Linked DNA regions of Mus musculus: all the other regions are linked to region 1. The links are chromatin contacts, called in public HiCAR-type and HiChIP or PLAC-seq maps. All regions are on one chromosome and are shown on one strand. The core of a region is the stretch at or near the end of the contact, and the rest is flanking DNA. Distances in the headings are between cores, read along the strand shown.

Region 1 (2,508 bases), core at 5-2,504:
CACCAAATGCCATGTCAACCCCGGAGCAAAAAGAACGTGGAAAACGTAGCACTAGTTCTTCATTTTCTCCTTAGCTGTTGAGTTTCACTTGTTCCTCTCACCCCATCTGTGGTAGAAGTTAAAACAACTTGTCCTTTTAAATAGATTTGGGTTTTCAGCATTACTAGAGTACTGGGAGAGAGTGCTTGCCCCAATTCCACATCCAAACCAAGTCGGTTGTAACCAGCCATCTTCAATTATGCTCTCCATAACTCGACAGAATCAGGAATCAAGGTACCATTAGGTACAAGAAGCAACAAACTTTACTAAAAGAAACAAATATAATATTGACCACGGATACATACAAACTCCCTGAAATATCATTTCTACTCTTCTTACTTCTTGGGGACAGGGGTAGGAAGTGGAGTGGGGAGGGATGGTGTAAAAATCTTAGCTGGTTTGAAAAATAACTCGATCATATTGTCTGAGTTTAAAGTTCTCAAGTCTAATCATAAGTAATAAAGTTGTTAATAGTTGTAATTGGTTTCATTGCTCGATGTAACTGGTGTTTTATTTGTGACCCAACTAAGCTTTGTAGCAAAGTACAGGTGGTTCAGAATCCATAAAAGGGAAGTTATTCCTTCTCAGGCAACTTTTCCCAATAGAAGGCAAAGTGAAGACGGCTGTCTCACACATTATCTCCTCTGCTTTGCTTTTTTTTTTTTTTTGAACACTATAGATCTAGGTTTTAATTTCTCTAGATGTGTGTGTGTATGTGTGTGTGTGTGTGTGTGTGTGTGTGTGTGTGTGTGTGTGTGTGTGTTTGATAGACCTGAAGATGCGTGGCCATCGTGCGTGGGCTCTTGAAAGCAGAGAAGAAACTCAATGTACTCAATGTACACAGAAAAGAACCGCTTTGCTAGCTAGATCAAATGCCCGACCAAGTTCACTTTCCATCCCTTCGCTGGAAGAGGGTCACCCACTGAAAGCGAAAGCTCCGGGGATTTGAGAGGGGCAGCAAGGACGGCTTAGCTTCCTAGGCCTTCTCCCAGTACTCTCTCTTCACACCCCGCTTCAGAGTACTTCTCAGGACTTCCTAATCCGAGGTGCCCACTACGGACTAGCTTCCCCGCGCTCTCCTCAACTCTTACTGGCTCCGCCGCACCCTGGACTCACCCCACACAGTCGGTCCGCTCCATCCAGACTGGAAACAGGTCTGAGTCGGGCAACGCTGGAAGCCACATCTCATCAACACCAATCCACACCAGTCGCCTAGATCTAGGCTGCAGAGAAGCCCGCGACACGCTGCCAATGATGGTGGGGGCAGGGAGGCCATGAAGAACCGCAGCCTCCAGCTGGGTTGCGGCTTTCTTATGGAAATGACCCGCGCTGGCCTACTGGACTCAAGCGGGTTCCATAGTCCCGCACCCCATCTCTCCAAAGCTTTTCCTCCCGCAAACCCTCATCCTCCTCATCCTACCGTGGCTGAACTGGTGGGGGATGAGCTAGAGCTACGCCCCGGCCGCAGAGCGCGGGCCGGGTCTCCCCTCGGCCCGACGGGCTCCAGCTCCGCATTAAATATTCATAGCAATCGCTACTTTCTTAAAGGGGAACCCGCCGCGCGGGAAAGTTCCCAGCCAGGGGGACTCACAAAGGAAGGTGTCTGCTCCCTCCGGTCCTAGGGGTAACCGGGCACACAGCTCCTGAACACTTGGGCGAACAGGGAAGGGAAGGGAAGGGAAAGATCAGAGTACCCGCTCGCCTACAGTCAAGACACTTCCTAGAGACTGCGAAAGAAGAGATATTTGGAAAGCTTTGGAAGCCCCGATCACTCGTCGCATAATTATTTAAAAATAAGTGGTCACATCTAATGCTTCAGGGTTTCCAGGGCCTTTCATTAGTTTCTTTCATTTTATAGTTTTAAAAGGACGGTGGTTTGACTTCATTCAGGCGTCATCCGCCCGGGGACCAGAAAGTTTGCTCTGTATTGCTTGAAACATGCACTCGGGGAACTTAGAAACATCACTTTGAGAGCCTAAAACAAAACCTGCACCTGTCCCATGGCTGATGTGCAGAGCTGGAGCTTGAGAACTCAGAACCCTTGTGGGGGTACTCGTGGGGAGAATTGGTCTGAACCCCAGCGCCACTGCTCAATTCCAGGCCTCTTTCTTCCAGAGCACGGAGGGCCTGCATAGATGTGCAGTCCTCGGCCTTCCGGAGGCCGAAACCCATCTGCCAACTGCTCAGCAGGGACCAGGAGAAAAGCGGAATGGGAAAGGAAGAGGAAGCAGAGAAAGTTCTGGGCCCGCTGCGGAGGAGGCCCTGCCTGGGATGCACCCCCGCCCGGGGCCAGCTGACCCGTGACCGCTCCTCCTGGTGCCAGGCGACGCCCGCGCCCTGGTGTGCTTTCACCCCCACATCCCCCCCCCCAGCCCCCCCCCCCCCCCCCCCGCTCACGCCCACTCCACACTCTCTCTCTCGATAAGGCTCTTTTTGTTCCGGACCAGGAGCACTTTCACAAATGGTTAG
Region 2 (2,508 bases), core at 5-2,504, 1.3 Mb before region 1:
ACGTCTGGCCCCCGTGGTCCGTAGACGGTATCAGGTTTTCTTTTGCAGCTGGAACTCGATATCTCCAGTTCTCCTCAGGTCAATAATGATCTCCATAACCATCATGGCCTCTTGTCACTCACACGACCAAATTTTATGGGGTTGATACAGACCGAATTAGAAGGAGCTTCCATGGATCAAGGGCAAGAACTGAGGTCTCCAGTAAAAACAGGTTGTCAAGTTCCTGTGTGCTGTTAGAATTCTCTCTCTCTTCTCTCTCTCTGTCTCTCTCCCTCTCTTCCTCTCTCCCTCTGTCTCTCCCTCCCTCCTTCCTTTCCTTCCTTCTTTCTCCCTTTGTCTCTTCCTTTCTGTGCTGGAGATCAAACAAGCCCTACAGCCAAAGTGCTCTACTTCGGAGTCACATCTCAAACCTAACCATCCTTCCATCTTTACTCCTCCCAGAAACTCATTGTGCAGAAGGCAGCCATGTTTTCCTCTGAGGATGAGTCATTCACCTTTTGAAATTAGGATACTAGGAGATAGGTACCACATATGATTTAAAAGCTATTAACTGCATGAGTATGACATGAGAGTCTTTGATCCTATCTGGAACAGATTTCCCTCCATTGTGCTGCAAGCATCAAAGGGCTTAACTTTCCCCTTTCCTATAAGGCAGGTGTCCTAGCCTTAAAAAACAATCTTAACAGCCCTGATTGATTGCAATCAGGAATGCTGCTTGTTTTAACCTTATTCTGGAGGTCTCAAGGAAAAACATCTGATGATAAACACAGTGTCAACTTTGCCATTTTCTGTCACTAATTTGCAGGGAAAGGAGATTAAAAATAAACTAGAAAAAAAAAAAGGAGCCCTATCAGATAAAGCGTGGAAATCCTGAGTATTTTGGAAAACTATAAAGCAATTCCAAATGTGCTTTCCTGGGAATGGACTGGCTAATGGGCTTTAAGTGTTTATTTAAGAAATGCCATAAATATACGGACTTAAGTCACCAAAAAGAGAGAGAATTTCTACCCAGGCTGTCCTAATGAGCGAAAGTTAATTCATACCAACTTTCACATACGCCTTTGTGGGCAGTTGGCCAGGCCCAGAACATTATCTGTTTGACTCACTGGGTCCCTGCCGCTAATGGAATCTAGCTCCTTGTTTGCTGTTGCCATGGAGACGTGATATTCTCAGGCATGTCATGTTCACAGATCAGTAGCAGCAGCAGGCTTGCAGACACACAGCAGCTCTCAGCCTTTGACCATGCTCAGGAATTCACTCTGCAGCCAGCTGCCAGGAAGGAAGTGGACTCTGGAAAGGGACCCTGCCTTCTCCCTTTGTCCTTGTGGGGCCATTGTCATTAAAATAACCTCGAGTCTCCATGAATTCAGTCATTCACAAACACTGTCAAAGGTACAAGAGTTCAAGAGAATCCCGAGGGTCAAAAGGAGGACTAGTTCTAAATCTGTGCTCATTGAACCTGGAAATGACATCCTCTGCCTTTAGATATAATCTTATTCTTACCATAGCAAATCAAATCGTGCTGACTGGCACCAACGTCCAGGCGATTCAGCACCATGAAAGGTTACTGGGAGCAAAGGGGTCATATCCTTTGTGGCACCACTCTGAGAAAGAGACACAGACATGTGTGGGAATATTCTACAAAGAATGGATTCCTCCCACAGTGAAAAGCAAGCCCTGCCAGCCCTCTATAAAGGAAGAGGGCATTCCACGCTAGGCTTATTTTCATGTTTCCAGCCAAAGTTACAAGTACTGAGTTTCCGAGTTCTAAAACATTTGAAGGAAGTCACAGATATTGCGTGAGATTTCTAATTTGCAGATAAGAAGTGACAAGGAGTAAGACAACATGAATTTTCTGAAAAGTATTTTTTTTTGCCCTTTGGAAAGATGCTTCTATTAAATTATGCATAATTTTCACGAGGTGTGAAATTTGCTAGCAAATCGGGCAAATTTAAGAACATTTGTGTAAATGTTTGTCAGCATTGTCCAATGCGGGATTAGAGGTTAATTATAACAATCCAGCTTTGCTATGGTCAGGTTTCTTCCTCGCACTGGAGCTTCTGCTCCTGCCTGAGAATGTGAGAATTAGGAACACCAACAACGCACCGGGCCGAATGGGCAGGACATGAGAAGTTTATGAACATAGAGTCAGGTCAAAATTGGGATGCAAAACAAAGATTCTCGCTAAGAGGTCAGTCCACATGTGGCAGGATAGAGAAGAAGGCATGCACAAATGAGGGTTTTATCTTTTTCATGTGTCTGTTTGCTATGTAATCCAAAATTTTATCTTTCTGCTTCTTCCTCTTCCTCTTCCTCCTCTTCTCTCTCTCTTTCACTGTCTGTCTGTCTGTCTCTCCTTTGGTTTGTCTCTTTCTGTCTCTCTGTCTGTCTCTGTGTGTGACTGTATTTCTCTCTGTTTACCTCTCTGTCTCTGTCTCTCTCTCTGTCTCTGTCTCTGTCCCTCCCTCCCTCCCTTCCTCCCTCCCTCCCTTCCTCCCTCCCTCCCTC
Region 3 (2,508 bases), core at 3-2,502, 1.1 Mb before region 1:
AACAACACCCCAAATTAAGTTTGGATCACTTCCCAGGTGCAAACATTATCAGTTCAAGCACTGTGAATAAAGGTTAATTTGGAATGACTGACAAAGACTGTAAAAGTTTCTTCTATCTTATTTTTAATTTATTTTGTGACTGTGAGTGACTATTATGCATAATCACAAAAGTTTCCAAATGCATTTCTATTCATATTTCTTTTTGCTCTTCATAATTACCCATAATGCCCATTCTTCCCTTTTATGATGATACCCTAGAATGATGATGAAATGTGGGCATTCAGGTGCTGTTAGCCATAAATCAACACTTTGGGGGCTCAATGGCTTTCCATTTATCTCTGAGATACAGCGTTTGAGGATTGATGCATCCTAACTATGTTCTTAAGTGAGGATTTTCATGTGAATACCAGTGCTAGCATTTAGACAAAGCAAATCATTAATCTGAATCTAAACTTTCTATTAACTATTCAGATTCTTATTTCCCTCCACTCCCCCCTTTTCTTCTCAAGGTCGCAGTACGGTTTCCCATGGATTCTTGAAAATTTGCCTTGAGTTTTCTGTCACTGACGATGTGGAGGCTCCAGTGATTACTTCGCAGCAAAAAAACGAAAGTTGGACGAACCTGGACGGGCCAATCGGGGCATGATTCCCATCACCAGGATTTATCTACTTTAGAAACGAAACAGTTAACCTAATCATCTCATTTTATTGCTAATTTAGAAAGGCTTTTCCCCGCGAAGTACGCTCTCACTTTTCTAAACTCACTGCTTATGACCTGAGTCTTTTATTCATCGCGCCATTACCGACAGCTAATCCCTCTCATGTATTGATAATTGGACAAAACTGGACAACATGCCAACTCCCGAACACCGCATGCCCCTGAGGCTTCTATTCAGCGATTCCTCCCAAACCACATTGCTTTCCAAGTTTGGTTCTTTCATTGCCTATCAATGGGAAACCAGTGAGAGATTTTCTCACTGCTTAGGAATTTGGCCAATTTTAACCTACCCATTGAACTTTCTTCTTAGGAAGAACTACAGTATACGTGGTTCATACGTCTTCCTTTTCTCACACATCCGTGAATAGCCTGCAATTCTTGTTTACTCAAATTATTGCTTTAGTGTATATATTTAAACCATAATTAAACAATAAGTATCTCTTCCAGAACTTAGTTTGTTTTGTGGATCTGAAGCAAATTCAATGGAGAGCTACCCCAGTGTCTGGGACTCATGCAGATTTATCACAGGATTAAGCCACAGGCACTACTTTCAATCTGTTTAATTAGTTCTTAAAATTATAGAAGCCTATGATTTGATACTAAATAGAAATCAATGCAATCCTTTCTTAAGGGGATATTCCATCAAAATTTGAATCTGTATTTCTACGTGTACATGGAGTTTAGGAAGTATTTTCTGTCTTCAAGCTTAATAAACATATTTAATGGCATCTGTCTGCTTGAAACAAGCCTTGGGGCATATGTTAGGAAGCAAGGACAAAGACTTTGGCAACTGAATTATTACAGAATGAAATTAAATGCTTACAACTGGGTAGCATTCATAGAGGCTCACAAAGAGAGGACAATGCAGTTCACACATTCGTGGCTTGAATTTATGCCCTTCCCAGTTCAATGGGAGAGTGTTGGCTGCCTTTCACACCTCCACGCAGCTGCAGAGAAAGCAGAGCCCAGAAAGGGGCACTGGAGCCTCTCTGCTTTGCTTCTCCTTCCGACCTTCATTGCAAAAACAAAAATTTTCTTCCAACATGACCATGTTTCCTCACAGCCTTTAACATACTTCACATGTTGCTTTCCCTAGAAGTCTGATATTAAAACACAGATGGGAAGCCATGCATTTTATTAAATTTAAGCACTTATGTTTAGAAAGGATGGGAAAGTAGCCAATACATGGATCGAAATGACACTCAAGAGTTTAAAAATTGGCCATTTAAGGAAGCTAACTGACTCCAGTCACAGGAAGAAGAAGAAAAGAAGCAGAATAAATATTAAATGGCAAACATGTGGGAAATAGGCAGCACTTAGGGTTGTCTGCCATGTTAGGCATGGTGGCAAATCCCTATTTTCAGTGCCAAGGGCTGAGGCAGGACAATCCAGACAAGGACAGCCTGGGTCTGCACTGTGATAACTCTTCTTGAGAAAACAGGAAGCTGTATCATATTGGTAGAAAAATGGCTTAGTATGTTCAAAGCCTTGATTTGATCCCTATCATTACGGCTAAAAACATTTCAATATCTCTCCACCTCAGTATACTCTTTTTTTTTAAAGATAATTTAACCAAATATTTTTTATTCTTAAATCACCAAAACCTAACTTTACTGTAAATTAGATGGACCCAGAGAATTGTCTTAGTAACTGTCTTATCAGCACAGATGTGACATTAATCAGTTTTCTTATTGCTGTGGTAGAATTCCGTGACAAAGGCAACTTAAGTGGGGGGGGGGGGGCGGCGGAGTATTTTGGCTAGAGGTTGGGGATTACAATCCTTCATGGAA
Region 4 (2,508 bases), core at 6-2,505, 1.1 Mb before region 1:
ACCCATTGTAGTATCTTTGAGTGAAACAACCTATTTCAAACTATACACATGATTATAGTTGATCCACAAAAGCTCTTTTTGACCAATCTAACAGCAAAAGCATAAATAAATAAGGAGTCCAAGCCGGCTGTTAATTTTTCTTCACCTCTGGGTAAGTATAGGGTATTGCTGGCTGTGTTACTTTTGAGGTTCAAGGGTGATTCTATGGGCCATGATTTTCAGTGTGGATAAATACAGCTGAAGAGACTGATGTGTGACCTTTACTTTCCAAACCAAGAGCATGTGTAATCTACCCACCATTAATGCAGTTAATGCCCACATCCATATGCAGGAGAGACACTGGCTCCCCTTGGCCCTGGCCCTGGGCCTAAATGTTTCAGTGAATGCTGAGCCAACAATCCACAAAGGCTCTGAACAGTCTCCGGGAGCCGCCCCAGACTTCGCGAACAAAAATACCCGTGTGTGTGAACTTGCCTCAGAAACCCTTTCCTCGTGGGTTTGGACAGCAGCATCTCAAACAATGCTTTTGTTCAGTGGAATGATAGTGCTCCCGCAGACGCTTATCAATTATTGACTGCTTTTATTATATTCTTAGAAATAAGGTGACGATAAGCAGCATTGCTAACGTATGACATCCCTTTCATTATGAATGACTGAGTGATTTCCACACATTTTAAACTCCAAATAAGGAGGTGGGGAAAGGGATGGTAAAAAGAAAGACAAACCTCATACAGATTTCACCTCACTAACGACTTAATTGGCATCACCCCCAGGGTGAAATGTCCTAACACCCCACAACCTTTTATGACAGGAAGTGAAAATTCCATATCCAATTGGAGCTACAGGGATAATTTAGGGAGGCAGAATGTAATTATCCAATTAGGAATTTAGCCAGAACAGAAAGGTTAATCCCCCTTAGTCCTTTGAAAAGAGCCCATGGGATCTTTAATGACGACAAGGGGTCAGGACCTGTGTTTTACAACTTAAGCCAAAAAAAAAAAATTATTCAGACTTCTAGCTCACTTTCTGGAAAAACGGAGGAGTTCAAATGCATCCAACTTAAGGAGTTCTCCCATATCAGAACTGATTAAAACTCACCCATTTCCTGTATTCCCTTTTCTAGGTTACAGAGTCACAATGTGAAAGTTGTCTGGGTTTCACAATGGAGATGCGGGCTTGGCTCACGACACGAGTGGCATGCCTTCCTGCACATGAGACAGAAAATGGCAGCCCTGGTGCTGACTCAGGGGTTTGGAATGTGCCATTGATGCCTGGCTTGCCTCCAGCTTCAAGCTCAGGATCTGCCAAGTTGGCAGGCTGGGGAATTCGCTGTGGCAATTTTTCAAAATGTGAAGACTCAGTCCAAGGAGAGATTTTGTTTCTACATTTTAACTACCAGGACAAGTGACAGGGTCCCCTTTGACAAAGAGTCTGGTCTAAGACAGAAGAGCCCTACTCAAAGGAGAACTGACGGCATATTTGCAAGTACCTCTTATACAAATAACATCCCTTTTGGGCATTCATTTCAGAATTCTGGCCTAAGGAAATATGAATTACAAATTTTTTGTCTGGAAAGCACAGAACACAGACTTGCTGGATGTAGCAGAGATTCGCAGGTCTTCCTATCAGACAGAGTCATGTCATGGGTATTTACAAGTGAAACATTGCTTTCCTTTGGAGCCTAGCCAATATGGGATCATGGAACAGAGCTTTTTGAATTTTCAAAGCTGATAGTGAAAGTGGACGAGGAGGGGGAGATCTATAAGCAAACAAGTACAGCTTTGCCACAAACACTTTGGTGAAACTGGAACAGTACACGGGGATGTTGTTTATTTTCTAAAAGTTCCTTTCTGTCCCAGTAGCATTATTGAATTTTTTTTATGAGAGTATCAAGATATATACACAACAAATTAGGTTATTTGTCAGAGAAGGTATTAGCAGATTTGGTTAGTTTTAGTGAATCAATAGAAATTGTGGTCTTGTTCAATGCAGAAGGATCAGGTTTTAACTACTAATAATATGTCAGATTAAAATTATCAATGATTGATATTAGAAAATGCATCAAGCTCCACCTTCATGAGAATATCTAAAAAGCTTAGCCATGTAAAATAGAATATAAACACTGTAATATTTTAGACATATTTTTACTTTTTATAAAAATTCCAAGGAGACATTTTGTGTCAGATAATTTCAGATCCCTAAATAATTCTTTCTGTAAAAAGCAGAATAAAAAGATCATTTGTACAGGGAAAGGTGAGTTGCTGTTCTTCATATGATAATAGAATAATGATTACATTTGTACCAAAAATAAGAAAATACAGTCACCAAGTGAGTGAAATGCAATAAAAAATCTGAAATGACCAGTAATAATTAAAATTAATGTTAAGGTAATTTTTGTTCCCTCTTAATGTATTTAATTTTTATCAGGTCTATTGGCACCCGAAAAGACAAAAAGATCTTAATTCCATGTATTCACGATGGTCTATTTAGACCTTTCGTGGCAAAAAT

Evidence for each region. HiCAR-type assays count read pairs that join an accessible place to other places. HiChIP or PLAC-seq counts read pairs in DNA pulled down with a chosen protein or histone mark.
Region 2: an H3K27ac HiChIP or PLAC-seq map of differentiating embryonic stem cells shows a contact between it and region 1, with 17 times the contacts expected there. The contact joins the enhancer-like site here to the promoter of Pantr2 in region 1. A contact is called at or near these places in 6 of 39 promoter capture datasets (the 3T3-L1 cell line, cranial neural crest, frontonasal cranial neural crest and 2 more), 6 of 484 Hi-C or Micro-C datasets (cumulus cells, embryonic fibroblasts, embryonic stem cells and 3 more), 15 of 115 datasets of contacts at active chromatin or transcription factors (craniofacial prominence, differentiating embryonic stem cells, embryonic brain and 10 more) and 3 of 9 other capture datasets (embryonic stem cells, embryonic tail and embryonic trunk).
Region 3: a contact with region 1 is called in a HiCAR-type map of astrocytes, with 9 times the contacts expected there. The contact joins the enhancer-like site here to the promoter of Pantr2 in region 1. A contact is called at or near these places in 4 of 39 promoter capture datasets (the 3T3-L1 cell line, the HPC-7 cell line, hippocampal neurons and 1 more) and 7 of 115 datasets of contacts at active chromatin or transcription factors (astrocytes, differentiating embryonic stem cells, embryonic forebrain and 4 more).
Region 4: an H3K4me3 HiChIP or PLAC-seq map of embryonic forebrain shows a contact between it and region 1, with 11 times the contacts expected there. The contact joins the enhancer-like site here to the promoter of Pantr2 in region 1. A contact is called at or near these places in 3 of 39 promoter capture datasets (the C10 cell line, hippocampal neurons and liver), 3 of 484 Hi-C or Micro-C datasets (cerebellar granule neurons and cerebellum), 4 of 115 datasets of contacts at active chromatin or transcription factors (differentiating embryonic stem cells, embryonic brain, embryonic forebrain and 1 more) and 1 of 9 other capture datasets (embryonic stem cells).

Annotation. Positions count from the first base shown.
Region 1 is chr1:42,712,200-42,714,707 of GRCm38.p6, forward strand. It overlaps Pantr2 (POU domain, class 3, transcription factor 3 adjacent noncoding transcript 2), which reads right to left and starts at 1,255. Exons shown (of 4, transcript NR_110495.1): 1 at 1,156-1,255; 2 at 4-106. The region is part of intron 1 of Gm46091 (predicted gene, 46091); the gene reads left to right.
Region 2 is chr1:41,389,132-41,391,639 of GRCm38.p6, forward strand. No RefSeq gene overlaps it. Among named protein-coding and RNA genes, the nearest start is that of Gm39631, 140 kb to the right of the region's middle. Within about 2 kb of position 1,255, at least 108 of the 459 cell types and tissues checked have an H3K27ac peak or open chromatin away from gene starts, as enhancers often do. A contact at or near this core is called in craniofacial prominence, differentiating embryonic stem cells, embryonic brain and 6 more, where this site is marked.
Region 3 is chr1:41,604,334-41,606,841 of GRCm38.p6, forward strand. No RefSeq gene overlaps it. Among named protein-coding and RNA genes, the nearest start is that of Gm35935, 32 kb to the left of the region's middle. Within about 2 kb of position 1,253, at least 27 of the 459 cell types and tissues checked have an H3K27ac peak or open chromatin away from gene starts, as enhancers often do. A contact at or near this core is called in astrocytes, embryonic forebrain, neural progenitor cells and 1 more, where this site is marked.
Region 4 is chr1:41,651,591-41,654,098 of GRCm38.p6, forward strand. No RefSeq gene overlaps it. Among named protein-coding and RNA genes, the nearest start is that of Gm35935, 79 kb to the left of the region's middle. Within about 2 kb of position 1,256, at least 64 of the 459 cell types and tissues checked have an H3K27ac peak or open chromatin away from gene starts, as enhancers often do. A contact at or near this core is called in embryonic brain, embryonic forebrain and stem cell-derived neural progenitor cells, where this site is marked.